Regions from separate parts of the Callithrix jacchus genome. Here region 2 is linked to region 1. The links are chromatin contacts, called in public Hi-C maps. All regions are on one chromosome and are shown on one strand. Each heading gives the region's core, a stretch centred on a gene start, on an enhancer-like site or on the middle of the called end of the contact. The rest is flanking DNA. Distances are from core to core; before and after follow the strand shown. Region 1 holds the start of RBMX (RNA binding motif protein X-linked). Region 2 overlaps LOC144581212 (a long non-coding RNA gene).

Region 1 (7,279 bases), core at 2,643-5,142:
CCATTTTCTCGGGCCCTCAGTGTTGGGTCGGCGGACCTTTCTAACCGTTTTCCCTACCCCCACCCGTTCTTTACAAACGCGCTTTTTTTGCTTGGCGCTAAAATGGTGCACAGCCTTCATTTAATAAAGAACTGTATTGAGCGTCCTAGTGGGCTGGGCACTAGGACCACTGCGCCCGGCCGCTGTAAGTTTTCTTTGCTTCAATAAAAATATAACCATCATTGGGCCAGGCACGATGGCTCACACCTGTAATCCCAACGCTTTGGGAGGACAAGGCGGGTGGATCACCTGAGGTCAGGAGTTGAAGACCAGCCTAACATGGTGAAACCCCGTCTCTACTAAAAATGCAAGTATCAGCCAGCCCTGGTGGCACATGCCTGTAATCCCAGCTACTCAGGAGGCTGAGGCAGGAGAATCACTTGAACCTGGGAGGCAGAGGTTGCAGTGAGCCAAGATCCCACCACTGTACTCCAGCCTGGGTAACAATAGTGAAACAGTCTCAAAAAAAAAATATATATATATATATATGGCCATTATTTAGTTGGGTGGTCTCGTTTCACTTGTACTTGATAGAACATGCAGTGCAGTCATATAGACTGGGGAAGTAAGAACTGAAGGTAGTCTTAAACTTTTTTTTTTTTTCTGAGAAGGAGTTTTGCTGTGTCACCCAGGATGGAGTGCAGTAGTGTGATCTTGGCTCACTGCAACCTCTGCCTCCTGGGTTCAAGCGATTCTCCTGCCTCGGCCTCCCAAGCAGCTGGGTTTACAGGCGTGGGCCATCACACCCAGCTAACTTTAAAAAATTAAAATTACTTCCATGTCCAACACCTAGGCCTATCAAAGTTTTTTTAAATGTCTTTCCTACAAAGTGAACTACTTGGACAAGGACACTGTACACATTCATAACATGCTTCCTATGCTTTCAAGTGGCAATCACTTTTAGTAGACGAACAGGTGTTGTCAATTTTAAAAGCTGGTGCCTTTCCTCAAGGACTTAACCAAAACATCCACTTGGTATGAGTTTGCAGTCCCTGACTTATACACTAAGCCCGAGATCCACTCAAGTCATTACCCATGTGTCCTCCCCGTGAGGGAGGTCCCCTGGTTCCTCCACTTCCTCCTCTTCCACCTCTAAGACCTCTTGGAGGGCCTCTACTTCTTGGAGGTGGAGGTGGCCCACGTCTACCACTTTCGAATGATGGTTTGGTGGCTTGTTCCACTTTGATGGCTTTTCCGTCTAATGACTACAAAAAAAGATATGGTTAAATTAAATCAAGATTTAAAAATAATTTGCACATCTATGCACTAAGACACTAACAGGTCCTTCAAAATGCAGTTATGTATAAGTGTTGCTCATTAATTAGTCGAAGAAAAAACACTGCAAGCACAATCAGTTTATATATATGGGGCTTTTCCACTAAAAATTCTTAATACTTAAAAATGATACGGATGGGCCAGGCACGGTGGCTCACGCCTGTAATCCCAGAGCTTTGGGAGGCCGAGGCAGGTGATCACCTGAGGTCAGGAGTTGCTGTTTGGTAAAATATGAAACAAGGCCAAGTAGATGACAGCTTGTTATCAACACTAAAAGCCAAGTTATCAAAATATGGCTTAGGGATCTCAAGATAAAATGTTATCATGATGGCAGGGCGCAGTGGCTCATGCCTGTAATCCCAGCACTTTGGGAGACTGAGGCAAGTGGATCACTTGAAGTCAGGTGTTTGACACCATCCTGGCCAACATGGTGAAATCCCCGTTTCTACTAAAAATACAAAATTAGTCAGATGTGGTGTCGGATGCCTGTAATCCCAGCTACAGGGAGGCTGAGGCAGGAGAATCGCTTAGAACCCAGGAGGTGGAGGTTGCAGTGAACAGAGTTCACACCCTTGCACTCTAGCCTGGGCAACAGAGAAATACTGTCTCCAAAAAAAATGCATCATGTAATGACAATGATTTTGAACTGAGAGTATGTTGTTAACAGCATAAGATATAACTCACTACTAGATTTGGTTCTGGAATTACAGAATATTCTTTGGAAGAGGATCACAAAGGGGTAGGATAAGTGGGTCCCAGACAGGTACATACTGAAAAACAATGAAAACTCAAAAGCTGTGCTAGTCCAGACTGGGGCAACTACATGTTATTTTATGCACTAGTAACAGGTTATCATCCATTGTGTAGACAATCTCACCTTTCCATTCATGTCTCTGGCTGCATCCTTAGCATCTGCTGGGCTTTCAAAGGTGACAAAAGCAAATCCTCTTGATTTGTTGGTTTCACGGTCTTTCATCAAGAGTACTAAAAAGTAGTTTTTAGAAAATTAAGTGTTACCCTAGTTCAAATGAAATAACCAAAGTAAATGTGTAAAGAGAAAGCTCAGAACTTCTTAGAGGACAAAATACATTATCACGTCAGATAATCAATGCAATCAAATTCATCATTGCTTATGTTTTAGTTATAATAGCCCAGCCTGTACTTCCAGACAACTCACCTTCCACTATTCGTCCATATTTGCCAAATACTGCTTCAAGAGCTTTCTCATTTGTTTCTGTATTAAGCCCACCAATGAAGAGCTTTCCTGGGCGATCTGCTTCAACCATTTTTTTTTTGCCGGTGAGTCTGTTGAGAAGGAATAGTATTACCTCACTGCAAAAAGTTCCTCAAGTTTATTCGACACTTTTACTGTGGCATATTTTTCATATTTTCCACTAAAACCATTGTTTCTTAATGACTAAAGAAAACGCTAATAAGCTAAGCCTCAGCCACAGTAGGAAGTATTTGAATTAAGCAGTTTAGTAACAGCGTAATTTACATAAAACTGGTTAAAAGGGCCAAAATCACTTTTACCACTACCCTTGATCGCCCTTAGCTATTCTTCGCAACAGCTGCTTAACATTTGAGAAAGCAACTTTTAGTTCTAGTCCTGTATTTCGGTTGCCTTTGAAAGATTCAATTATTCATCACACCCTTCCTAAGGATGGGGTTTTAAAAGACTCCCAAGGTCACAGGCCAGACACACGACCTTAACAACAAGCCCTCTTCCAAACGACTCCTCTTTTCCTCATTAGAATTCCCTACTAAATCTAGGGAGAAATGTGAAGTTTGAGCCAAGTTACGCCACCTCTTCTTCACCGGTCCCCGCCCTACCGAAATGCTACTATCCAGCCAAAAAGATAAAAACAAATTGTCAACACCGTTTCCTATTAAGTAACGGAACGCGGACGCACGCACTAACACCCGACGCTCCGTGACTGAAGCAGAACCTAATTAAAACTCGTCATTAAAAACCGCGTGTAAAAGACAAAATGGCGACACTTGGATTCAACCCAGAACCACCGACACCGGTAAGGGGACTAACTTTTACCATCAACACTGGCTGTGCACATTCAGAGGGGTTCTTCTTCCGGACCGCCAATGAATACGGAGCCCGCAGCCCGCATGGAACTCCACATGCCCATCATTAGCGCCAGCGCCATCCCAATGCAGGTATCGCGGTGGTGCAGTCGCTCCTCGCCCGGCTCCAGCCTACAAAGCCCCGACCTCCGCTACCCACTCCCGTAGGCGACTGCCAAACTTCCTCGAGGCATACAACCAAACGGGCCCCCTCATTTGTTTTCCCTCGACCCCCCCAGCTTTATTTAAATAGGTCGGCACCTTTGGGTTCTTAAAATGGCGCCCGCCACCCCCATCTCCAGAGAGATATAATCCCCAGTCCTAACGCGACGAGTGTCACGAAAAACAGACTGAGGAAAGGAGACACGTACCGGAGGGGTGACAATGGGTTCAAGCTCCAACGAGCTCGCCGAGAGGGGCTTCCTAGCAGCTTAGCACCAAAAGCGGCTGCCGGGTCCGACAACCGAAACGCGAACCCGCTAGCACTACTGCGCAACGAGGACGAACAAAGGAGACAGCAAACTTTATACTGCCCGGGAACGAGGCTGAAGGACCCGGATGGAAACGGAGCTTAGAATTTGAAACGCAAAGGGAGGGGGGGGAAGTAGTTCCCAGTTTCTCCATTGGCTGCCTCCTCTGTCGTTCACTCTTCGCTCCTCCCATTTTCTCGGGCCCTCGGTGTTGGGTCGGCGGACCTTTCTAACCGTTTTCCCTACCCCCACCCGTTCTTTACAAACGCGCTTTTTTTGCTTGGCGCTAAAATGGTGCACAGCCTTCATTTAATAAAGAACTGTATTGAGCGTCCTAGTGGGCTGGGCACAGTGCAAAACTTTACTTTTACTTTTTCACTAACTCTTTTAATTGTCAAAACAATGTGATGAGGATGGATACTCCTACGCCAATTTTGCAGAAACGGAAAACAAGTTTTGGCAATACAATATATTTTCCAAAATTGTCTTAAATAAGTTATTTCAGTGGATGTGGGAATTTCTGATAAATACATGTAAATTTCAGATGAGTAAAAAACGTACAAAACAGCATGCAGATAGTTCATTCATATACAACAATTACTGAGCACCTTGTAAATAATGAGCTCTGGGCTAGGCCGGGAGGGTACGGCCTCAGGAAAAGACAAGAGTCAAGCCTGTGGGTAAGGGTGTCGGATTTAAGAAATGAAAATGCAGGACGCTAATTTATTCTGGGAAGCTGTCAAAAAAATTTTAAATACACATATGGGACGATTAAGTTTAAATTTAAGATAACGAATACTTTTTTAGTATAGTATGTCCCAAATCTCATATTTTAAAAGTTCACTGTTTATCAGAAATTCGAATTTAACTAGGTATTCTATATTTCATCTGCGCATCCTACTTGTTGGAGGAATATTACAAAACTTTTTTATTTACTTTTTCTATTAAAGAAAGAAATTGGACGGAGCGCCACGGCTCACGCCTTTGGGCGTAATCCCAGCACTTTGGGAGACCGAGTCGGGTGGATCACAAGGTCAGGAGCTCAAGACCAGCCTGACCAACAAGGCGAAACCCCCTCTCTACTAAAAATACAAAAATTAGCAGAGCATGGTGGCAGGCGCCTGTAGTCCCAGCTACTTGGGAGGCATCGTTTGAACAGGAGAATTGCTTGAACCGGGGAGGCAGAAGTTACAGTGAACTGAGATCTGTCACTGCACTCCAGCCTGGGAGACAGAGCAAGACTGCATCTCAAAAATTAAAAAAAAAAAGAAAGAAATTGAATACATTTAACAGAAGAATGGCATGTCATGATTAATGCCAGGGAGAAAATAAACTAGTTGCTTTTTGATGGGCAATATTAGGAGGACCAAATTTAATTAAAACATCAGGGAAGGTCTATGTGAGGAGGTGACTTTGGAGATCAGAACTGAAGGAAGAAAAGAAACTAGCTATGGGAACAGCTGAGGCAAAAGCCTTTCAGGAAAATAAGAGAATATTAAACACAAAGTAGAGAAGAAGAGCTTGGCATATATTAAGGGACAGAAAGAGGACCAGGTGACAAGAATTTGAGGGTCATGGAATGAGGGAGCCAGGATTGGCAGGACCTTTGAGCCCATTAAATGAATGTAGGGGGGATGTGTGGAAAAAAGGACACTAATAGGGCTGTGGGAGCAGACCAGAAAGAGAGGATGGTGGCTTGAATTAGGGTGGTGGCAGTGGACTTGGGGAGGCAAGAACAATTGTTAGATACATATGACAGGTATCATGATTAATGGTGCTATGGTCTGTTTGTGTCCTCCCCCAGATTCATATGTTGAAATCCTGGCCGGGCATGGTGTCTCACACCTGTAATCCTAGCACCTTGGGACGCCAAGGCAGACAGATCACGAGGTCAGGAGTTCGAGACCAGCCTGACCAACATGGCGAAAATACAAAAATTAGCTGGGCGTGGTGGCGCATGCCTGTAATCCCAGCTACTCAGGAGGCTGAGGCAGGAGAATCGCTTGAACCCGGGAGGTAGAGGTTGCAGTGAGCCAAGATCACGCACTGCACTCCAGCCTGGGTGACAGAGTAAGACTCTGTCTCTAAAAATAAAAATTTAAAAACACCTAATACCCAAGGAGATGGCATTAGGAGGAGGGGATTTGGAGAGAAGATTAGGTCACAAGAGTGGGGTCCTCATGAATGGGTTTAGCACTTTTATAAAAGGTGCCTCTGTCTACCATGTGAGAACACGGTGAGAAGGTACCACTTTATAAACCAGAAAACTGGTGGTGGTGGGCCCTCACCAGACACTGAGTATGCTGGCATCTTGATCTTGGACTCCCCAACCTCCAAAAATGTGAGAAATAAGTTTCTGTTGTTTATCAACCTGCCAGTTTATGGTATTTTGTTATAGTGGCAGGAATGGACTAAGACAGTTGGGAAAGGGGTGGGGAGGAATTGCCGAAACAGAAAATCATTATGGATGACTCCAAGTATCTGGTATTAGTGGGACAGATGGTAATAGTCATTTACCAAAATGGTTTCAGAGGAGCAAGTTTGGAATGTAGGGGCAGAAAAATTTGAAGCTCAGAGCAGAGATCTGTGCCGAATTATCATCTCAGAGATGTAATAAAAGCCATCATAATGGATGAAACCACCAAAGAAGAGAGTACAGTGGGAAAAGAAGGGCCAAGATCACACAATATGAGCTATTAAAAAAATACATGTGGAGACAAAATAACAGGGGGGAATGTAACCAGTTTATCTTGGAATGGTAGAATTTATGGATAATTTTCACTGTTCTTCTTTTTCGGTTTTTTTTTTTTTTTTTTTTTTTTTGAGAAGGAGGTTCTCTCTTGTTACCCAGGCTGGAATGCAATGGCACAATCTTGGCTTACTGCAACTGCAACCTCCACCTCCCAGGTTCAAGCAATTTTCCTGTCTCCACTTTCTGAGTAGCTGGGATTACAGGCATGCACCACCATGCCTGGCTAATTTTGTATTTTTAGTAGAGGTGGGGTTTCACCATGTTGGCCAGGCTGGTTTCGAACTCCTGACCTCGTGATCTGCCCGCCTCAGCCTCCCAAAGTTCTGGGACTACAGCCGTGAGCCACTGTGCCGGCCCTTCTCTTCCTCATAGTTACAATTACCTGCCCGTGGTGGATTTTGGTATATGCCAGGCAGGTTATAGTAAATAATGCTCAGGTCATGGGTAAAAGTCCCCAAGGAGCTTTGAAACCAGCTCTGAATTATTCACATTTATAGGGGGAATAATGCCCAGTAGGACAAGAATATTTGTTCTTGTTTTTTTTTCCCAGCCAAATAACAAAAAATAAGGGAAAAGTCATGTCCATTTGCCTTTTGAATGATTTATATAAATTATCAACTCTGGAACCATCTGGGAATTGGCCAAAATGACTTAAATACCAGGC
Region 2 (7,279 bases), core at 2,981-5,480, 35 kb after region 1:
TATGGTTGCCCCTTCCTGCTTTCAACTCCCCCACCGCCAGAGACTACTCCTCTAGACAGCTACCTCCCCTACTTTACTCAGGATTAGGAGGAGGGGCACTAGTCCACTCTCACCTGGCCATAGCCCAACTGACCTCACAACTCCAAGCGGCTATTAATGACTCTACTGAGTCTTTAGCATCACTCCAACGACAGATCACCTCAGTTGCCCAAGTTGCCTTGCAGAACCGAAGAGCCCTGGACCTGCTCACTGCTGAACGAGGAGGGACCTGTATCTTCCTACAGGAAGAGTGCTGTTACTACATCAATGAATCCGGCCTAGTAGAAACCCGAATCGAGAGCCTCCAGAAACTCAAAACTAACCTCTAGAGTCAGAAGTTCTCGGCTGAAGCCACAGCGTGGTGGTCTTCCTCTATGTATACCCTCTTGTCACCATTGCTTGGGCCCCTAATAGCCGTTTGCCTAATCTTACTTATTGCTCCTTGCTTTCTCCAGTTCCTACAGCGGCTCTTTCAAGAACTGACTGGAGTCACCATCCACCAGATGCTGCTCCAACCCTACCCTGAACGAGTGCAAGAAACAGACCTCTCCCCGAACATCCAGGCTCCTTAGGAAAAGAAACCTCTTCAGAACCCCCCGTCGACCCTTGTCAGCAGGAAGTAGCCAGAGAGACAACCGACGCCCCTGACCCCCTCTTTTTCTTTTCTTTAAGGAGTCGGGAATGTTTGGAAAACTCTGCCCCTACCGCAAACGCTCTCTCTCTCTCTTTCCCTCCCCCACAAAGAGGCTCCCTTATCTCTCACTTTACATACCGGTCCTAGCCCTCCCGCCGCCCAGCTTCCAGCCGCCCAGCTTCCCGCCCAGCAGTTCAAACTGACCAACAGTTGCCCACCACCTCGGCTTTTGGCTTCCCCACCCCCCAGCCCTTCAGCCCCCTATAAAACAACCCTGCCCCTCTGAGCAGCGCGGCCATTTTTCCTTTTCGTCCCGGCTGGCCTGCCCGGAGGCTCTTTCCTCTCAATAAAGCCTGAACTTAAGGAATTTCCTCTAGCCTGAGGTCCGGTTTCTTTCCCAATGAGCTCAGTCTTCCCGCAGAGGGTAGGTCGGATACACACAACATGAGAAAGTGCACAGAGGTGGCAGGCGGGGAGGCTGGTACTTGTCTTTGCTGCCTCACAGGCTTTGTTGTTGGAGAAAACCAGGCCTGCCCAGTGGATGCTTTGGCTGTTCTGGGGCCTTATATATTTTGCAAGGGTGTAAGGAGGCAAAAGATGAACATGGTTTGGACGGATCGACTGACCAATTCCTAGAGCCTCTGAAGTATACTGAACATGCTGGAATGGGCTAATAGGCTTCTGGAAGGTAGTCGTGTTGCCCACATCAGCTGAGTAGCTCGTGGTGGGTGTGCTGTTCATGCAGATAGTGCATGCGTTCGGCTTATCTCCAGACCCCATTTAGTGTCCAGCAAGTGGCTGCAGCTGGCAACAATTACACACTGGTGGCATCAGGAGAGCTGCGTCCTGTAGCCTTTGGTGATGCTTCACTTCCGGAAGTGGACATAGGCATACGCTATCCCTGCAGTGAGCCTTAATGAAATACCTCAATGGTACTGTTAGAGTCTGATCAGAGTCTGCTTACAGGTGGGGCCCAAGTCCTGGAGGTGACCTGGGAGGCAGGGATGTAAAGGTCACACCTTCCCTCGGAGCCTCGGGACCTCCTGAGGTTTGTTTCCTTGGCACCTGGAAGAGCCGGTATTCACGCTCCAGGTCTAGGCTTGGGAGGCCATCCTGCCTTTTTTTTTTTTTTTTTTTTTTTATTACACACATGTTTTCAACCAAAGGCAGACCAGAGAGCCATACTAATGTAGCGGTGAAACACACGATTTTTATCCAAGCTCTGGTTACTTCCAACCGCGACCGCTCTCACGCTTCCTAGCTCCCTTTTCCCATTCCTCTTCACAAAGGCTGTGCCCTGGCAATCATGCTATTCTGCCCTTCAAATCTTTACACGGGCTTCTCCAGTTCTCTTGGTCAAGTTCAATCTTCAATCTTTTCACTCTCACAACTCCCTTATTTCTCATCGTTCACACATTTCTTTTCATTTCCCCTACAACTTTTTCAGCCTCTCTAGTCCGAGTTAACTTGCTACATTTCTACATGCCTCGGGCTCGACGCCAGCTCCATGCCTTTGTTCTGTCTTGAATCGCCGCCTGCCAATCACCAGGAGACGCAGACCTCTGGAGCGAGGGAACTTGGAAAGAAAGGCACTTGGCAAGGCGCACACGACTCAGCGTAAACAAGTGCCTCTTGTTCTCCAAAGCTCTTGAGACACAAGAGGGAAAAATAACAAGCTCTTCTACTATCTGTGTCCTATCATACCTACAATACTCTTTCGGTTCAAATGCAAGCACTTAGTATTATACTACACCACAAAGAGCAAAAGGTAAGGAAGACAGGATTCTAACAGGGGTCGTAAAATAAGGTCCCCGCTGCTAAGAGAAAGACTCTTCCAATAGCATAGAGCAGGCGTCCGCCTCCCTTTTCTTTAGTCTTTTGCCCTTCCGTCCTCCTTCCCCAGATCAGCGTTATCCAGTAGAAAAATAATGCAGGTCACACACTACGTAATTTTATATTTCCAAGTAGCCACATTAAAAAAATTAAAAGAAGGTGAAATTGGTTTAATGTTTTATTCAACGAAGTGGACCCCAAATATTATTTTCAACATATCACCCGTGCAGCAATTAGAAACGTTTTACTTTCTTTCCTTTTTTTTTTTTGAGACAGTCTTGCTCTGTTGCCTAGGCTGGAGTGCAGTGGTGTGATCTCGGCTCACTGCACTCTTCACCTTCCAGGTTCAAGCAATTCTCCTGTCTCAGCCTCCCGAGTAGCTGGGATTACAGGCGCATGCCGCCAAGCCCGGCTAATTGTTGTATTTTTAGTAGAGACGAGGTTTCACCATATTGATCAGGCTGGTCTCGAACTCCTGACCTGAGGTGATCCACTCGCCTCGGCCTCCCAAAGTGCTGGGATTACAGGCGTGAGCCACCGCGCCCGGCAGAAATGTTTGACTTTTTTTTTTTTGTCTTTGGCAGTCGGTGTGCATTTTACACTTACAGAACATTAAACTCCGAAAAGCTTCACTTCAAGTGCCTCACACTGGACCGCGAGGCCCTAGAATGCAGCACCCGCCAATCCCTGCAGCCAGAAATGAAGATAGCAGGGGAGGTAACACTGCTAGTTTGGGACTAAGAAACGCAACGTCGAGAGAAGGCAGCCCTTGCGATGACGACACCTGTAGGACAACCTCACCTCTTCCCCCACCCTGTGCAGGGACTAACAAGGCTGCAACAGAGGCAGAGCGCGAAGCACCGCCAGAGCCGCGGGAAAGGGCGGGGCGGGAAAGGCGGGGGATGGGGGCCGGGGCGGCTCGGCGGTGATCCGTACGCATGCGTACCCCACCAGTTCACTGTGCCCGCCTCCTGGCGCCGTAGCAACCGGGTTGTGAATCACCCTTTACCCCGACTAGGTGGCCATCCTGCGGGTTCTAGTGCCACTAGCCGGCTTCGGCTCTTCCCTGTCTGAGGGTCTTGTCATTTCCCCTTCTTTCCTCCACGGGTGCCGATTTCACGTGTGTGTCCCCGAGTGCCTTAGTCGGCTCCTAAAATGAGTATTAGTGTTTTCCGCGTGGGAACCAACTTCGGGCGCCAGTGGCCCGCCCTTCCTGGGCTGAGGTGGCTGCTGGGGCTGGGGCTCCTCCTGAGGCTTCAGGCTGTGTGCTGCACAGCTTGCTATCTCCCCGGGTTAGCCGCGGTCAACTTGTGCCAGGCGGAGCGAGAAATCGCATTTTGTCAGGTGAGGACTAGACGGAGGCAGTGAGTGTGAGGGGAAGCTTCGGGTAGGGGTGTGGGGCCGATCGGGGACGACCAGGGTCGAGAGCTCTTCGGCTTGGACCCGGAATGCCAATCTCTCTGTGGGTGTGTCTCGGGTTCTCTTAATTTCGGAGCCTCCCACTTTGCGGATCTTTCCCTCCCTCTCAGTAGCTCCTCCTTCCTCACAGCTCCTCCCCTTCCTCTTCTCTCTCAGCTCCCTCCCTTCCCTCTCATCTGGCCCTTATCCTCCCTCTGGGCTCCAACGCCTACAGTCTCGGTCCCACCTTTTATCTTGGTCCCCCCCTTCCCCACGCTTATCGGCTCCTTACCCCTCCCCTTTTTGTTTCTCGAGTGCTTTCTCGGCTCCTTCCCCTCACCTTTCTCCTGGATTCTCTGCCCTCTCCCTCTCACCTCCTTCTCTTTCCCCTCCCTCTCGGCTCCACTCCCTACCCCTCCCTCTCTTCTACATCTTGCTCCTCTCTGCTGTTCCTTCTAGTCTCTTCCCTTCTGCTTTTCTGTTTTCCTTTCAGCTGCTCCTCCTCCTTCCTCTGAGCCCCTCCCACTTCCCTCCCTATTGGCTGCTCCTCCACCTCCCTCTTGGTTCTGCCTCAGCTAACTCCTCCCCTCCTCCCCAACGTCTTCCTTTCCCTCTCAGCATCTGTAACCCTCCCCTTCCCTCCACCCTCTCCCTCTTGTTCTTACACAATCTTCCATTCTGGACACACACACTCATTGTGGTCGTTCTTCGATACATCCCCACCATGCTGTGTTACCCCTCACTCCAATGGTCTCACACTCTTATCCCCCTGATTCTTGTTAATCCACTTTGGTCTCCTGGGTCCTCTCTCTGCAAACAATATTACTTCAGAGATTTGTGAGAGGGAAATGAGACACTACCTGAAAAGCACCTGCACATAGTAACCTTTAAATAAATGGGAACTATCATCATTATTACTTTTATTTTTTCTTTCTTTCCTTCTCTCTCTTTCTTTCCTTATTTTCTTTTCTCTTCTTTTTTTCTTTTCTTTTCTTCTTTGAGACGGAGTTTTGCTCTTGTTGCCCAGGCTGGAGTGCGGAGTGCAATGGCGTGATCTCTGCTCACTGCAACCTCAGCCTCCCTAGTTCAAGCGATTCTCCTGCCTCAGCAGCCATCCTGCCATAGCTGGATTACAGGTATGCACCACCAGGCCCGGCTTATTTTGTATATTTAGTAGAGATGGGGTTTCTCCGTGTTGGTCAGGCTGGTCTCGAACTCCCGACCTCAGGTGATCCACCCGCCTCAGCCTTCCAAAGTGCATTATTACTTTTCTTTAGCCGTGGATTCCTGGCACAATTCCTCTTCTGTGTGTCCCTCAACCACCAGTAATTTCTTGGCTCCCTTCCTTAGTAGCCTCCTTGTTTTCATTGTAAACTGACTCAAAAGAAATGTTTTTTTTTTTTTTTTTTTTTTTTGCAAGTAATCAATTAAAAAAGTAATAAATAAGACTTAGGTTCTGATCTCTAGTTGCCTAATCTAGGATGTAGGGGAGGATTCTGGTAGAAGGCACCACAGATGCACACAAACTTGAGGGTGGTGCTGGGGGCCATTTGACTATACACTTAGGCAACTTGAAGGTTTTAGTAGTTTTTAAAAGGCTAGCTCGATGTGAAGTATGTTTACTTTTGAAACCTGGAGCTTTCCTTTCCCTGTGAGAAATATTGATAGCAGTGTTTTGAGCCAACACCTTGCCAAATCCGTGTAATGTAAGAAATAGCATTCTTTTTATATTTTTTGTTTGTCTTTTCTCTGACTGTTGTTATCTAGTTCTTGCTCTTTATTCTCTATTAAAGCAGGCTCCCTAACAAAGAAACATGATTATTAACCATAACATCTGGATGCTTTATTTCTCTCTTTCTCTTTCTTTCTCTTTCTCTTTCTTTCTTCCTTTCTCTCTCTTTCTTTTCTTCCTTTCTCTCTCTCTCTCTCTCTCCCTCCCTCCCTCCCTCTCTTTCTTTTCTTTCTTTGTCTTTCTCTCTTTCTTGATGGAGTCTCGCTCTGTCTCCCAGGCAGTGGCGCAATCTCGGCCCAATTCTTCTGCCTCAGCCTCTCAAGTAGCTGGGATTACAAGCATGCACACCACACCTGGGTAATTTTTGTATTTTTATTAGAGACAGGGTTTCGCCATTTTGGCCAGGCTGGTCTCGAACTCTTGAACTCAAGTGATTCGCCCACCTTGGCCTCCAAAAGTATTGGGATTACAGGCGTGGCCACCGTGCCCGGCCTGGAATTTCTATAAGCTCTTTACTTTTTCTGTAAGCTCTGTGCTCTCATCTCTAAATGTGTTCCACTTTGTTTTCTAAGATTGCGTCTTGTGGCCTTTAGCAAGTGTCTCATTTTCTGTTTAACACTCCAAACTTCCCTATTCCTGTATTATGTGACTCTCTGCTTTTCTTTTTTAGTTTTTAAACTTTTACTATTACAAAAGTGGTAACATGCATGGTAGGTTAGAAAATTCAGATAGGCAAAAAATATGAAACAAAAAACCATGTTTAACATGGAGAGAATTACTACTGCTGGTATCTGAGCATATCCTGTAGATTTTTTTCTTTTTCTTTTTGAGATAGTCTCAGCCCATCACCCAAGTTGGAGTACGGTGGCTCACTGCAACCTCCCCTCCTGGGTTCAAGCGATTCTTCTGCCTCAGCCTCTGTAGTAGCTGGGATTACAGGCATGCGCCACCATGCCCAACTAATTTTTGTATTTTTAGTAGAGGCAGGGTTTTACCATGTTGTCCAGGCTGGTCTGGAACTCCTGACCTCCAGTGATCCTTCTGCCTCAGCCTCCCAAAATGCTGGAATTACAGGCCTGAGCCACCACGCCTGGCCTGTGTTTTAATCTTCTTCTTTTTTTCTTTTTTTGAGATGGAGTCTCACTCTTTTGCCCAGGCTGGAGTGGAGTGCAGTGGCGCGATCTCGGCTCACTGCAACCTCCTCCTCCTGGGTTCAGGCGATCCTCCTGCTTAAGCCTCCCTAATAGCTTGGACTACAGTCATGTTCCACCACACCTGGCTAATTTTTTGTATTTTTAGTAGAGATGGGGTTTCACCATATTGGCTGGCTGGTCTTGAACTCCTGACCTTGTGATCCACCCGCCTTGGACTCCCAAAGTGCTGATTACAAGCGTGAGCCACCACGCCCAGCCTGTTTTAATCTTAACAGGGTTTTGTTTTTTCTTTTTCTTTTTTGAGATGGAATCTCACTCTGTCATCCAGGCTGGAGTGCAGTGGCATGATCTGGGCTTACTGCAACCTATACACCTCCCAGGTTCAAGCAATTCTTCTGCCTCAGCTTCCTGAGTAGCTGGGATTACAGGTGTGCATCACCACACCTGGGCAATTTTTGTATTTTTAGTAGAGATGAGGTTTCACCATGT

Evidence for each region. A called contact is a pair of places that touch in the nucleus more often than the background predicts.
Region 2: a contact with region 1 is called in a Hi-C map of skeletal muscle, with 3 times the contacts expected there. The contact joins the enhancer-like site here to the promoter of RBMX in region 1. A contact is called at or near these places in 2 of 3 Hi-C or Micro-C datasets (both in skeletal muscle).

Annotation. Positions count from the first base shown.
Region 1 is chrX:133,658,169-133,665,447 of calJac240_pri, forward strand. RBMX (RNA binding motif protein X-linked) reads right to left here and starts at 3,893. Exons shown (of 11, transcript XM_078364146.1): 1 at 3,765-3,893; 2 at 2,492-2,619; 3 at 2,192-2,298; 4 at 1,073-1,244. The coding sequence starts at 2,600. It overlaps LOC118150811 (small nucleolar RNA SNORD61), which reads right to left and starts at 2,444; the gene lies at 2,373-2,444.
Region 2 is chrX:133,692,406-133,699,684 of calJac240_pri, forward strand. LOC144581212 (a long non-coding RNA gene) reads left to right here. Exons shown (of 2, transcript XR_013531775.1): 2 at 1-1,040. Among named protein-coding and RNA genes, the nearest start is that of RBMX, 34 kb to the left of the region's middle. Within about 2 kb of position 4,231, at least 16 of the 16 cell types and tissues checked have an H3K27ac peak or open chromatin away from gene starts, as enhancers often do. A contact at or near this core is called in skeletal muscle, where this site is marked.